Regions from separate parts of the Anas platyrhynchos genome. Here region 1 is linked to region 2. The links are chromatin contacts, called in public Hi-C maps. All regions are on one chromosome and are shown on one strand. The core of a region is the stretch at or near the end of the contact, and the rest is flanking DNA. Distances in the headings are between cores, read along the strand shown.

The links. A called contact is a pair of places that touch in the nucleus more often than the background predicts.
Region 1: a Hi-C map of skeletal muscle shows a contact between it and region 2, with 3 times the contacts expected there. The contact joins two enhancer-like sites. A contact is called at or near these places in 2 of 8 Hi-C or Micro-C datasets (skeletal muscle and subcutaneous adipose tissue).

What each region holds. Positions count from the first base shown.
Region 1 is chr11:23,229,831-23,237,036 of IASCAAS_PekinDuck_T2T, forward strand. No RefSeq gene overlaps it. Among named protein-coding and RNA genes, the nearest start is that of SMAD6, 42 kb to the left of the region's middle. Within about 2 kb of position 1,806, at least 1 of the 8 cell types and tissues checked has an H3K27ac peak or open chromatin away from gene starts, as enhancers often do.
Region 2 is chr11:23,052,580-23,060,115 of IASCAAS_PekinDuck_T2T, forward strand. All of the region lies in intron 2 of LOC101789951 (a long non-coding RNA gene), which reads left to right. Among named protein-coding and RNA genes, the nearest start is that of LCTL, 32 kb to the left of the region's middle. Within about 2 kb of position 5,357, at least 2 of the 8 cell types and tissues checked have an H3K27ac peak or open chromatin away from gene starts, as enhancers often do.

The DNA.
Region 1 (7,206 bases), core at 556-3,055, 170 kb after region 2:
TCTGTAAGCTTTAGGTTCATATTTTTTTATATGGCAGCACTCCGGTGTAGTGTTTCCTATGGCTCACAAACAAAGGATGCCAAAAGCTGGATGTGCTAGCAGGTCTTTTCAGTGTGTTTCCAGTCTCTGCTTTAAATCCTGGTAAAACACAGGTATGGGATGGCTGCTCAACTCTGGTTCTGTTTTTTTTTGTGTTCAGTTTAGGGCATGGATGGTCCAGTAGCACCTCTGGGTATGGGAAGGATGCTCAGGCTGTTAGCTCAGTCGGGTGGGGATTTAGGGAGCACTTCGAGCTGTCAGTGTGGAATTCTTGGAATAAACTGTCCTGGGCACATTGCACAAAGCTTCAAAGCTTTTTGTCAGAGTTTTCCAAGTCCTTCTGGGCACTATTGTCATGAGATCAAGAACTATTATTTAGCCTCCCAAATCACATCTGGATGTGTTTAAGGGATTGTTTGGCATGATTGCATCTGGGGGAGGGTGTTAGCCCTGGCAGTGGGAACTGGTGCTCAGGGAAGTCAGTGCCAGCTGCAAGAGCCCATGGGCTGGTAGCATCTCCCCATCCTGTTCTCAGCCTTGGGAAGGGATTCCTGGGTCCAGTGGTTTCACCATCACTCTATATCTGCCATCAAGTGCTTGCTGAGGGGTTCCTCATCTCATGTCGGTGCCACAAGATGTGAGGTTAGGTGACAGCCCTGTGCTGTGTGTGGTGGGGCTGTCTGCATCCCCCAGAGGTGCTGTGAAGGGTGGATGTGGGCCCATGACACAGGCAGGTAATGGGATTATCCTTTTTCTAGAAGAGTCCTAGAATGGCCTCTTTTACGGATTTTTTTTTTCCCAAATAAACATCTCTGACCTGTTGCCTGCTTCCCGGAGGAGCCCAGTGCTGCAGTGTGATGTGATTGTGATCCGGGAGGTTTGGGCACTTTCTCAGTCGTTGGGACAGAGGCCCCAGTGCCTTGTGTTGGGGCAGGAACCCGGTGACAGTCACAGACCCCTTTTGATATCACAACAGCGTGGCTGTGTCACTTGGCTGGGGTCCGAGCCCAGCTCCATGCCCAGGGCACACCCTGCGGTCTGCGGGCACTGCAGGAAGAGCACATGCAAAGGGAAAAAGTCCCCAAAGCTTCCTTTGCAGTCTGGCTGCAGGTTTTGGAAGGAAACTTCTCTACCTGGTTTTGGCTACACCTTGCCCCTGGCTTGCTCACCCGGTATCTGTGGCTTCTAGGATCTTCCAGCCTGAACTGTATTTTTTTTTTTTTTAAGCTCAATGCTGCTCCATCTCAGCCCTGCTCTGAGAAGTGTCGTGGTCTCCTACTGAAACCCTGACCTTGATACCCAGATACCCAGCAGGGGTATCTGACATGCTGCTGAGCTTGGTTTTGGGATGCAGACCTGCAGCCCCAACCAATTCCTGGGGAAGTTCATGGTGGCTGGGGTGTTCCTGCTCCCAAAGGATGCTTGAGGGCAAGGTAAGAAGAAAACCCCCACTACCCTCTGGAAATTGCTTTCCTTCGCCTTATTCCACAACAACATACTCAACAGAAATAAGCGTCACACTGCATTTAGTTTTGAAGGTCTTGTCTGCCAAGCTTGAACACGCAGATCTCAACTGAGCAGGCACCGAGCGCTCGCAATGGTTAATTATTACCCAAACGGTGTCTGAGCGAGTCTGAAAGGGCTGAAGAATTATGAAACTGTAATGAGGGAGGCCCATTCTTGGCAAAAGCTTGAGTGATTCAAATGCTGGGGAATTCAGTGTGTTTTTCTTTCTTCTGAGGACTTTGAGAGCCAGCCGATGGTCCGGATTGCATGGTGGGGATTGAGTAGGCACAGCAGGCCAAGGGAGCTGGTGGTGTAAGGGCTTCAGCTCTGTCACATCAGCTCTTTCAAAATAGAAAAATAGCTTTGGGTCTATGGTAATCATTTCTTAAACATCCCAAGCATGTGAGTTTCTGGACCTGCCTGGTGCTGGATCTCAAGGAGAAGCTCACTTTGTGCTGTTTGGCTGGAGGGAGGCGCAGGTGGGACCTTGCAATGGCCATTTTCTCTGCTCACCTCTTTAGGGGTCTGTGTAGTCTTTAAGCTCACGTACTGGCAGTTCTCACAGGGAAGGGGTCTGCTTTTTTGTGGAGTTGCTCTTTGGCCTTGAAAGACCAAGAGAAAAAGTTGAAATGTGCCACCCCCAGACCTTCCTCCTCCTCAATGCTGTGTAACAGGAGGCTCCCTGCCACTTTTGGGGCTGGGTCCTTGGCATGGGAAACTTTTAAAATCTGGTTTTCTTCCTACAGACGCTTCACAGATCCCCTGAATCCTGTGGGAATGCCTCCAGTATTCTGACCCCGGGGTCTCCGTGCCCCTTTCTGAAGTATCCCTCGTGCTCCTTCTGCTCATCTGATTTTTCGGCTGTTTCACTTCCAGCTTTTCAAGGACCAGTTGCACATAGATGGTCAAAAAGGCTCTTCTGCTTTGCTCAAAATGTGTCCCAGGAGGAAAGTCCCCACCGAGCTGCCTTCCTGCTGCACGCAGTGAACTGCACAGGATTCCCCTGCTGTCATTGCTTCTGGCACTTCACAAGGGCTAATTCTTATAATTGTCTGCTCAGTGAAGTGTTTGCAGAGCAATCCTAGGTCCTATGCTCTGTCCCAGGGGGCGGCTGGAAGGAGATACTGGTGTCCTAGGTTGCTTCTGAGAGCTCTGCCTCTTTGGGGGTCCTCGTAGTCCCAGTGACACTGCTCAGGTGCCTTCCTGGAGCCTCTGGGCAAGCCAAGGAGCTGGCTCCTTGCAAAAATCTTTGCTTGGAGTCATCTGTCATGGTTTGGGGCTCAGCAAGGGGATATAGAAAGGTTTTCAGGTGCTTGGATTATCACCATGATGTGGTGGTGAGACTTCTTGTCATGAACACTGAGACAATGCAAGGGGAAGGGAGCAGCAGGAGGGGGAAATCCACCTGTCTTCTGGGATTGGGGTGCTGGTTGTTGGTTGATTGACCCCAGGCTCCAAGGTGTGTGTGGTGATGAGCTGATGAGTGGGATCACCAAGCTGCTGGCACCACCAGACCTACATCTAGAGGGCTTTGTGGGGAGCTGGAGGAAGGATGGAGGCACCCAAAGAGCTTCTCCAGAGAAAAGACATCCAGAATGCTCTTGTGAGCCACGAATTCCTTCATCTTGTAACACTGCATTTCTTGTCTTTCCTGCTTTAAAAATCACGAAGAAACTTAGAAGCTGATTAGTTTGAAGGATGCCCCATTTTGTGGTTTCTCACCTCCAGCTTAGCACAAAGATGCAGCCTTGCAAATTGCTGCAGTTCCATTAGATCAGCACTTTCTCATCAAAAAACGTTCTCACAATTTTTTGCTTGGCTGTGGAGTCGAAATCAAAACAATGATCAGTTGACCTAAAAGACAGACGGGGATTTTTTTTTTTTTAGTGTTCTGCTTTTTGCATTTTCTTCCCCCTTGTCTCTGGGAACGACCTGTGCGTTGTGAGTGGCCCCTTGGAGTTCCTCCTATTTTGCAGATGAAATCATTGCAAATCCCAAGAAGCAGGTTAACGGAGATGGCAGAAAGCAAGTGTTATTTCTAGGGGATGCCATGCATTTAATAAAATGTTTCTATTATGGGCAGGCAGTCCCTGCTAACCCTGCTTTAGAAGGAACTTGTTATAACTCCACACTGTGACCTGTTTGTATCCAGGTCCTCCCCATGGCACAAGCCACTGCTGGAGCTGTGCTTATTTCCCCCAGGGCCTGAGAGCATTCTCCTTTCCTGGAATTTGGGGACCGAGGTGTCATGTCCGTGTGGGTGCCCTCTCCCTGCACTCACCCCCTGTAGTTGTGCAGCACAAAGAGCAAGGGCTGCACCAGTGGGACCCTTACATAAACCTCCAGGGTGAGAATTTCCCTGCAGGAGGGCAGCCCTCCATCCGTGGGAACACATCAGGGGACTGACTTTTTCCCAGTTTTACCAATCCTTGAAATTTGACTTAATCCAACCACAGCGAGCCTGTTCCCTGCACTGGGTTTAGTGGGCAGGCCTTAAATACGCAGGATTTGTGCTGCTGTCGGTGTAAGTAACCTATTAAATCACAGCGTGTGTGGAGTAATTTGGGCAGCGAGACTGCAACATCTGAGGTGACTCCAAGTGTGTGGTGCCCTGATGGGAACTGACCTCAATATTTATTTTCCTTTCTAGCAAGGCTTGATAGCCGTGTCCTTGAATTCTTGCATTAGTAAACAGCCCAGGGAAAAGCGTACACGAGCTGGTATCGAGCAAGATGAAAAGGGGCCATGTGCTGATTTTGGAGTTGTCTAAGAAGCAATTCACTCTAAAACCAGGCCAACTCTGAAATTGTCAGAAGGATTACAAGTGCCTCAGCTTAACATTCATAAACTGTGGATTATCAATGTAGGAGAGAGCCACGAGTCCATCTTTTAATGGGATGTTGTGAAATGTGTTTCCTTCAGGATGAGTATGGGGGTGGTGGGAGATCAGAGCTGCTGATCAGATCGTGTAGACCACGGGCAGTGCTCCTACAGCTGTGCTGCCCTGTAAGAACCCCTCTGTGTCTGAGCTGGCTTCAGTAATATATATATGCCTCAGAGGGAACCAGAGCAAAGGTTGGTAAAGCTTCTGGGTGTCACCCCTTAGAGCAGTGGTCCTGGAGTCAATGGAAAACATCTGCAAAATGATCACAGAAGTCTATGCAGGCAGAAAAATAGCATAGGGGGAAGTAGCAGAAACTTTCAAAGCTCACCCTACTTCTTATATGGTTGCAAACGAACATGACTGAGGATGTTAAAGAGGTTGTTCTTACTCTATATATCAAAGCACCTCTGGGATTATGGTGTTGAGATGGGCTGGGAAGCTTTGTTCCTTCTCTCTCTAGGTTTGCTGTTGGCAATGTCTCCCTCAGGTGACTCTCAGTGAGGGGAAGACTTCAAGAGGCTGGTATTTATTTCAAGCTCTGTGCAATGCTGCAAGGGGTACGTTTATGCAAGCCCTGCAGGCCCTATGGTCTGCTTGAACTGGGGCTGCAATCTGGGTGGATCTGGGTCAATCTTGACCTGGTGCTGCCCCATCCTGACTGATAACCAGGCTGATGTCCCCAGGTGTGGTGACAGCCTCTGGCTGGCTGCTCCCCTCCTAAGGGGCCTCTTGTGCTGAAGTGAGCAGGGAAGTGCAGAAAAGCAGAACTGCTGCTTGTCTCCTTTCCTCGTTAAAAGGAGTGGGAGGGAGAGAAACATCCAACGCGACCCCCTGCCCCCACAAAGCCTACCCTTGTCCTGGAGTATTAAAAACATCCTGGAGCTGAAACCATGCTTGTGCTCGACAGTGCTGGAGGAGGATTTCTGCCAAGACACTGACCCCTTGTGGATTTTGCAAATGTCTTTGCATCTATTTTTCCCTCTTTGAAAGGCAAAAATCCTCTTTCAGACCTTTGCTTGGTCCCTTGCAATCCGGAGCTATCGGAAGATTTATTATTAAACGGAGGCTCCGGGGTGATTTATGAAATTACAGCTGAGCCGTATTGTGCACTGGTTACAAATTGCAAAGATATTCCATGGGACGTGAGCTCCAATGAGCCTGGGATATATTACACTATGGGGAAAAGGGGAGCTTAAAACCAGCTGGCCGACTGTAACAACTACAGCCACTTCTCTTTGATGAGAAGATGATATACATCTGGGTTTAATACAAAACATGATGGACTGACACTGGCTTTCGGAATATCTTATACAAACTGGATAATTTTCACTTTTTTTTTCCAGAGCTGTTGCACCACTTTATTCTAAGTTATATTCCTTTTTTCCTGTTGTTTCTGCACGTGTTAGTGACTTCTTCAACTTTTATAAGGAGCTGGGGGTTGTTTCCCACCCGTTTCCAGAAGAGTTTCTCTCCCCACTCTTATCGAGTGCATGCAGCGATGCTGCAGTGCCATATGTGGGATCTCTGAGCTAAATTGGCTACCTATAAATACACCCCAGATGTTGATGGGGGGAAAAAGGAAACTGGAACACATTATCAGGAAGGATGTGTCGTCTTTGGAGCAAATCCCTCCCATGGAGACCCCTCCTCTAGCTGTTAATGACTGCGCTTCTCTAGGAGGAGTCATCCGAGCACCCTGCCACGGTGGGTGCGTGATATATATTATATATAAGGACACCTCTTATGGCCCTCCGGTCAGTAGGAAGTCCCCACGAGCCAGATGCTATAGGTTGTAGAGCCGTGTAGTTGCTCTGAAGATGAACCCAGTGGAGCTATGCTGATTGACAACATCTGGTCTAGAAATCTCCTGCCATCCACAAAGGCATGTCCTGGTCAGGTCTTGGTAATGCGGGAGTGGGAGGAATTTGTGAATTGACTCCTCTTCCTGAGATTTGCCATGAGCAGATTGCTCATGCAGAAACATTTTCAAACACTTCAATCCAAGAGAACAGCAATCTCCTATTTAACTTGTTAGTAAGTCACAGCATTTCATTTAACTCTCTTGTTTGCGTAACATTTTGCTCTGGTTTTGTCTGGCCTGTGTTAGCGTAGCTCTTAGATCTGCCTTTGTGAATATTTAATGGTAAGTCTAGAGTTTCCTACATTTGGGGTTTAAATTGACCGTCATGAATAACCCTAACACGCACCCATTTCCAGTAAATAATTCTCAGAGCCTGCATGCAACTAAACTTGCCTCAATCTTTCCAGAACTTTTCAGACTGTGTCCGTGGTTCCCTGCCATAGTGCTCCTGGGAAGTACCTGTGAATATCCACAGGGTATGAATCCTGCTCTCCAACGGTTCCTGCCAGAAGTACTTGTGTTCCCCCAGACCCACCTCTGGTCACTGTTTGGTACCATCAGGGAGCAGGCTGCATCCTTCCTGCTCAGCCCTCTGCACCTACGGGGGCTGCAGCTCAGGTGCTGCAACCTCCCAGGCTCAGCTCTTCACCTCTGGGTTTAAAGGGATGAAATTTTGGAGGGCGGCCCCCAGCTCTGGGAGCTGCTGGCTGTGTACTTTGTCCTTTATGGAGTGACCTGTGGATGGTGGAGCCCTTACATCTTTGTCAGCGTGATCCAGCACCACCGTGGTGCTGGCTGTGGGTCAGGATACTCCAGCTCCCAGCAGATTTTCCCCCCCGCAGTCGCCTTTTTAGGATTCTCTGGACCAAGCTGTGCTTTCATGTCTGGCAGCGTGGTCCCCGGAGAACCCTGTGGT
Region 2 (7,536 bases), core at 4,107-6,606:
TCTCCATCTGCAGTTTGTGTAGCACAAACCAATGTGGTTTAGAGGACAGAGCTGGGGACTGGGAGCCAGGAACTCCTGAGCAGAGCCTGCAGTTAGTAATTTACTGAGTTTTTCTCCTTATTATAGATTATTTTTAACAGAACTTCATTTTTGTTGCTTCACTCTTACATACCATGCAAGATTCACTTCCTGGGAAGCGATTAGAGCCCATAAGGCATTCTTCATTTTTTTATTTTCTCTTTCTTTCATCATTTGGTACTTGCAGTGCTTGATTGGGCAACTGAGCTGCATGATGATGCTCATGTTTTGTGAATGGCTTTGGAAGTAGGGAGAGTTTAACCAAGGTTTGCTTCAAAAGGACTCTCTGGATATTTCGGTATCAATCCTCCACATAGGCCCTGGTTCTGTCAGCTTAAATCAATCTGTTAGTATCATGAGATGTACACAGACATAATGACTATCTAAAAATAACTAGAGGGTTTTCTTTTATTTGCTTTGTCATAGGTGGTGCCAGGCTCTTTTCCACAAATATATTTTAGAAGTTTAAGTACAATAAATAAATAAAACCCCAAACCATAAGAATTCAAGTGGAGGTTTGATTCCCCAAGCTGAGGCTTTAAAAACGTGCACATTTTGTGAAATGTGCATGACATGGTGAAAGTCAGCAGCGATGCAGAAACGTGAGCATTTGAGAGTCCTGCTTCTCTCTGAACCAAGGAACGACTCGAAAGGAAACCTGCTGACACAGGTCAAAAAGGATGGTGAATGCTGTTAAAGTAAATCTGCATGTGCCATGAAGTAAGCATTCTTAATCTTCTGCAGTGTTTTTTAGCTCTGGATCTCTTCAAACCTGCTACCGACTGTCTGGCGTTGGAGCAAGCTACTTCTCTGCCTCTGCTTATTCCATAAAATGTGTTCCGAACATTTACGGGGAGACTGCAAGAGTTAGTATTTCTATAATTCTCTAAACATTTGAAAATGTAAAATATTTGCAGATGTAGTGCCATATGTAACTACACAGTGAGTGAGTTTTTTTCCTTGTACACTCTATTTCTGACCAATAAGGCTCCTGGCTGCCTGTTTCTCAGCTGTGAGACATTTAAGGGTCTTTTTTTGGGGGGAATGCATCCTGCAGACTGTGCTCCCAAGTCAGTTTTACCACCTCCTGCCCTGTTTTGTTGTTGCTTTCAGATGCTGCAAAGAGCATCCCGTGTTCAGCTGGCTCCGTGACTGATGCTTTGAGACCAGCAGCAGTTCAAAGTGGATCAGGGAACAGGCTTTCTTGTCTTTCAGTCTTTGCTAATTTTTACCAGTGCTTTTCCTCTGCTTTTGCAAAATATCCACGTGTTTCTGAAAGGCACTGAAAGCATTCACCCCCTGCTAACCCTGTCAATCTGACCAAAACCGAATTTCAGAGCACATCATTTGTATCATTTTCCCCACTACTTTCCTAAGGCTGACTCTTTCCCTCCTCTTCTCCGCAGCACCCCTCCTCCACAGGACTCTGACAATTTTATGGAGTTTCCCGTGGCCTCTCACCCTTTGTAGTTGCACGATGCTAATGAAATAACTAACAGATCATCAACATTATCACAGTGGATTTATGGAGCATATGGCATTCAGTCTTTCTGGTTAGCAGAAAGCTCCCTTGTCTGATGAAAAAACAGAACGTTTTTCAAAGAGAGAAATGCTCTGGATGAATGCGAGAGCTCGAGGAAAGACTGAAAATTCACTTCTCGCAGCTCATGTGCCTGTAAGGAGCGTAATTGCCGTAACTTCCTTGCTCTGAAGGGCTCTGGAGAAACCTGCCGTCAGGCACATGCTCTTGGGACCCTTCCAAGTGCCATCCCAAACCACTTCCTCGCTGTTTAATATTTTCCTAGTGCGCTTCCTTCCCATTTATCTTCATCTTTCCTGCCACTAGCAGTTCAGAAGAACTTTTTAGCATTAAATTGCGCTTGCAATTTACGGGTTTATTGTCCTCGCTTTGTGTCTGTTGCGCTGGGAGGTATGGAGCCACAGCCAGGGGGAAGGAAGAGAGAGCCTGCTCAGCACCCTCCTCTGCAAGCAGGGGGCAAACAGACCATACCCCGGCTGGATCCTGCTGTACCCTGAAGAGAGGAGAGCTCACAGCCCTAACGGAGACCCGCAGGTGATGGTGGGTGGCAGAGCCCCAACACTGCTTCTCTCGTGGCTCTGACTTTGTCTTTCTATCAGTTCACAGCTTACACGAACTGCTTTGTCAGTCTTCAGTGAGAACGGGCTCTGTAAGGCCAATTTCTGGGAATCCTCTACCTGCAAAAGTCCCAGTGATCGCCCTGGGGCCTCCAGTCACAGCAGCGCGGGCAAAAGGGGCTCATAAAGCAAAATTGCTGCTTTAAAGCTTTGGCATCCCTGGTCTTTTTACAATTATTGTAATCAGTCTATTTTAGGACAAGCTGTCCAATGACATCCTGGTCATTAAAAAACAAAACAAAACAACAAAAAAACACATGAAAATTCAACAGGAAATTCTGAATGTGAGTCATGCCTTTGTCTTAGTGTTTTTCAAGGATTTTTGGAATTGATTAAAAAAAGAAAAAGCACAAATCCCTGATGTTGACAGAAACAATCACAGAAAGTCCATGGATTGAGAACTCACTCAACAAAGAAGGAAAGCCTCTAAAGTCCAAATATTTACTCAGTGTAAAGTCTTTCTGATTAACCCAAAAAACAAAACCCAAAAACTCAAGAGGGATACCAAGACCTACTGGCCCTGCCGTTTCTCCTTTACCTAAGAGAGCTGAGTTTTGCCGTTTGGTGGTGGAAAAGTTCTGCACTGAAGGACACTGCAGAAATCCCAGATGTTTGTGAATATCAGATGCTTTCGGAGCCACATACACGAATTAATCCCATGCTCCCATCTGGAGTTTACAGACTCCTGACGAATGCATTAACAGTAGCTGCCAGCGAGCTGCGTTCCAAGGGCAGAAGTAAACGGCTGTAGAGCAGTATAGAAAAACAGAAGCACAGGAAGAGAAACTGGGACTCTGCAAAGGCAAGGATGTTCACGAAAATCCCCATCCTATGAGTTCACAGGGTTTAAATCTTTAAACTGATCATCGTCTTTATCACGGAAATGTGAAACCTTCTGCATGGGGACTGGTCAACAGCTGTTAATTTGGGATCACAGGTCTTTTATCTTAATGGCTTTGGACAGGGAATCCAAATTTCATTCCGAATCACACAAGAAAAACATATGGCCTTTAAAAAAAACCTTGTATCAGAATCACATTTAACATTTATTATTTGTCATTTTCCTTGTCCTCTTCGTGACTGTCATCAGGAAGCAGCAGAAAGCTTGCAGAGGGACTGGGATGCCATCCTGCAGCCTGCAAGCTCCAGACTCTGGCAAGTGCTTGTTCTTGGGAGGGACACAGTCCGTTTTTGGTGAGGACTGGGTTGCTCCATGGCCATCCTCAAATCATGGACTTGTGACATATTTCAAGGAAAAATGATGCTGGCTTGAGACCAGCCCTGAACAATGCAGGAGCACTGTTATCGACAAGACCAGCCCTCCAAAATCTGAGTCAGAAAAAATTTTAAAGGAAAAATAACCTTGGCTTTTTAATTTTGATTTCTTGCACTGGACTCCTGCATCCTAGCCACGTTTTTTCCCTCATAGCTTTGAGAAGCAGATTTATTTTCTTTTTTTCCTTTTGGCCAGGTAAACGCTGCGGCTCACATGAAAGTGAAGACAATATCAAATACTTCCAGCCTTGTGGTGTAAATGTGAGTGCAGGCAACAGTTCAGTAGTGTTAAAACTGCCTGTTAAAGCTCCTCGCAGTGCTGGGCATGGGGCAGGGCGATTCCTCCCCAGCCTCAGACTCTCACCGGGCACCTCTGAAGCGCGGGACAAAGGCACTGCCTGGCCGGAGCTGAGGAAGGGGTTAACTCCTGCTTTCTCCCTGCCTTTGCCTGGGTGCCTGAAGGAGACTGAGGAGAAGAAAGGAAATGGGTTGTGACTGCAGAGGCAAAACTGCGCAGTGTTACAGGCACTTGGGTTATTGGGCTGCTGCGGGGGCACGTGTGAGCACAAACCGCAGGCTGCTGGGGCCGCTGAGGGAGGTGAGGCATCGCCAGGCCTCACAGGGCTGCGGGACTGGGACGTGCTTGGGAAGGGCAAAGGGGTCAGGCCCGTGGTGCTCTGCCTCTTCCTCCTGCTCGTCTTGGGGTAGGACAAGTCCTCTGTGGGCACCTCGGGTGCTGCCCCATGGGGGGACAGGCGACGTGGGACTGCAGGACTGCCACAGTGCAAGTGACAGAACCGGCACATTCATTTTCCAAAATCCCATTTTTAATCCAAATTAAAATGCTGTTACAGGTCCCTGGAGTTGTCTCCCTTATGGATGTTCCCTCTGAAAGGATGAGGCTTCATCGGCCTGCAGCTGGCACGTGTAAAGCACTGCCTGGGAACTGCTGAGATGGGCGAGGAAGCAGCTCAGCAGCTGGGCAGGAGGAAGCCTTGGTCCTTCCCTCTCAAATAGGAGTCCCAGGAGCTGAGCTCCTCCTAAGAGGTGGCTGTGCGAGTGTCAGTGGCCCAGGTACCAGCAGATGGTGCTCAAGAACATGAAATGCTCTCCCATGGCTTTGAGGGCTGTTGAGCTTTTGAGGCTCTGCACTCCAAATGGCTGCTAGCGAGCAGCACCGGCCCTCGGCAGCTTTGCCATCCTCCCCAGCAGAGCAGCAGAGGTGCAGGACTTGGCCCCATGCTCCATTATTTTGCAGGGTTTAAGAACAGCCATGTGGGTCAGGCAAGGGTCCAACGCAGAGTGCTGGGGCAGGTGGACAGCTGTCCCCAACCTGTCCTGAAACAGAAGAAGGTGAGAACCTGGGCGCTCAGGGGTCCTGCTTCTTGTGGTCAGCACCATAAGTGGCCATAGCCAGGGAACGCAGCCGAGCCTTTGTGCTGTACTGTTGTGCCTCTTCCAAAACACGCAGATTGCCTTCACTTCTGTGTTGGCCTTCCCTCTTCATTTGTGCTGCTGATCACTGGTGTGGGACGAGGGAGTCTGCTCAAGGTGGTTGTAGGAAAATAGGTTTGATCAGGTCTTGATGCAGTTGCTTCACAAATGGACATGTTGTTTTTTTTTTTTTCTTTAAACCCCGACTGCAGAGTTGAAAAAGGAGCCCTATGCCCCGAGTGAAGTGAATTAATGTTTTGCAAAGGGAGGGTGTAATCATTTATTAGCATTGTGCTGGACAAAGTTCTTTGTCTTTGCGGATTTGGCCAAGTGCCCAGATTGAGGCAGGCTCTGACTTTTGCTTTAGTCTCTGAGATAACCGCTCAATGAAACGAGGCTGGAGTCGCCCCAGCTGACATGGATCCAGGGAGCGAGCCCTGTCAGGAGGAACAGGCTGGAGCAGTGCCAGGCCCGTCAGAGGTGGCCGAACTTTTTATAGATGTTTGGGGTATTTATGGGACGAGGGGAAGAAGGGCTCTGTTTGCAACATGAGTCCAGGTCCTGGTCAGGTTTTGCTTAACTGAAGGTGATTTGCTCATCTCTAGGACCAGACCTTATTAAAAGAAGGGTCAGTTTCTCTCATCTGTCATTTTTTTTTCTGTGGAGTATTGAATTTACTACTGCCTAAATTTCAAGACGTCCCTGGCTTGTTCTCAGCATTTGGTTCCGTATTCTGTTTCCTACGGACATGTACTCTGTGGCTGGCTTAAGCTTTGTTTGAAAACCACCGCCGACTTCAAGGGTAAAACCTTTCCAGTATGAACGCAGTTAATTTAGTATGAATGTCACTTTGAGCGTTTTCCCAACATAATCTCCTTAAAGGTTAATCATAAAGTGAAAGAATGTGCTCTGGATTCTGACACAATGCCTGACAAATATTTTCAGCAGGCCACCGCTAAAGAAACACAGGTGTGGTCTTACTCTTAATGTCTCTGAAATAGTGTTGTATCTTTGCAGAAACAAAGATAAATTGAGAGCTTAACCCGTTGGCTTCTTGGCATTTAAAAAAAAAAAATTATTTAACTTCCACTTGTTCTGTTTTTGCTCATCCGTAATTCCCTGTGGGAGATCGTGTTTCAGAGAGATGAAATACTCTTGATGTCTTTATGAAAAATGCAAACAATGTGTTATTTTTAATGATGCCTTAGACTTTCTGTTCTGTTGAATTCAGCAGGATGCTCGGAAGCCTGGGATTTACACGGTAAGCTTTAAAATGTTTTGGACTTGAAGACAAAGAGTTTAGGGAGATTAAATAATTTTATCGAGATATGTTAATAATTTCTGGGATTAATCCCAATGTTTTTATTCAGGCAAATCTACAATTCAATGTTCTTGTTCAAAAGTAAGCTGAAGAAAAAGGAGGGATTCTAAAATGTAGCTTTGCTTCAGCACTAAAGGGTGCCCCAAAGATACACGCGTATCTACTTCTAGCAGTTGGTGACAGCTTTTTTTTTTTTCTTTTTTAAAGTGTCCCCCTGTTTTTCTTAATATAACTTTCCATTTCCTTCTCAGTCTCAGAACCTACAATTAATAGATTTTGTTTTGTTTTGTTTTGTTTGTTTCCTGAGATAGGATTGTATAGAGGGAAATGGGATGTTTCATGGAAACATAGGAAATCTGTCCAGGTCCTGTCCTGGTCATGAGCACAGCTTCTACTAAATTATGTAATGTTACTGTCTACTCCGGGAATCTCAGTTTCATTCTCAGAATAACCTCATTTCAGGAGTTAATATGTGTGGAGAACTTGCCAGGGTAAGAAGCCTGTGTAGCTCTGATGCTGCTTCTTGCACAGGTCATTGCAGAGCTGAGGGAAAGCCCTTTATTGTGAGCGCAGAGTGTAAGTAGGTTCCTTACGCAGCAGCTGATTTATTTGTGCAAACACTTTTTGGCTTATCCTTTTACTCATCCCTTTATGATGTTCTTACCACAAGTATGCTCCTACCGATTCCCTGAGTCCCCTGCTCAGGAGAGGAAAGGCAGGATAGAAGGGAGCATGGAGAGCTTCCTCCTTCCTCTCCCCAAACTCCAATCCTCCTCACCAGAGTCTCACTCCCTCTGATGAGCCAAATGCTGCATTGGCTGTATGTGTGGCTTTGAGGGAAGAGGCTCAATGGGGGGATAAAAAACCATTTTTTTCCCCACCTCTGTTTTTCTTTCCCTCCAAGGAAGCTAATGGATGCATTTATTAGGCAACATTCCAGTTAAAAGTGCTCAACATTTTGGTGTTTGGTCCCTCTACTGCATTTGTGAAAACAAGTGTGTTAGACAAGGTTGTCTGCAGAAGGTGAGGGTCTTCTACCCTTTGGTCAGTCACTCTTCTATCAGAGGCCCAATTTTCTTCAGCTTTTATCCTTTCCACGTCTCTGGGAGGTGATCGTGGTACCCTCTTTTCACAGGTATGAGAATAAGACACAAAAAGGTGGAGACTTGCACAGTCACATAGCAGGGCAAGAAATGAAAATCAGGTTGCTAAAATCCTAGGTTCCAGCGCTGACCTCTAGCCCTCCTTTCCCTAATTGTGTTGGGAGAGCT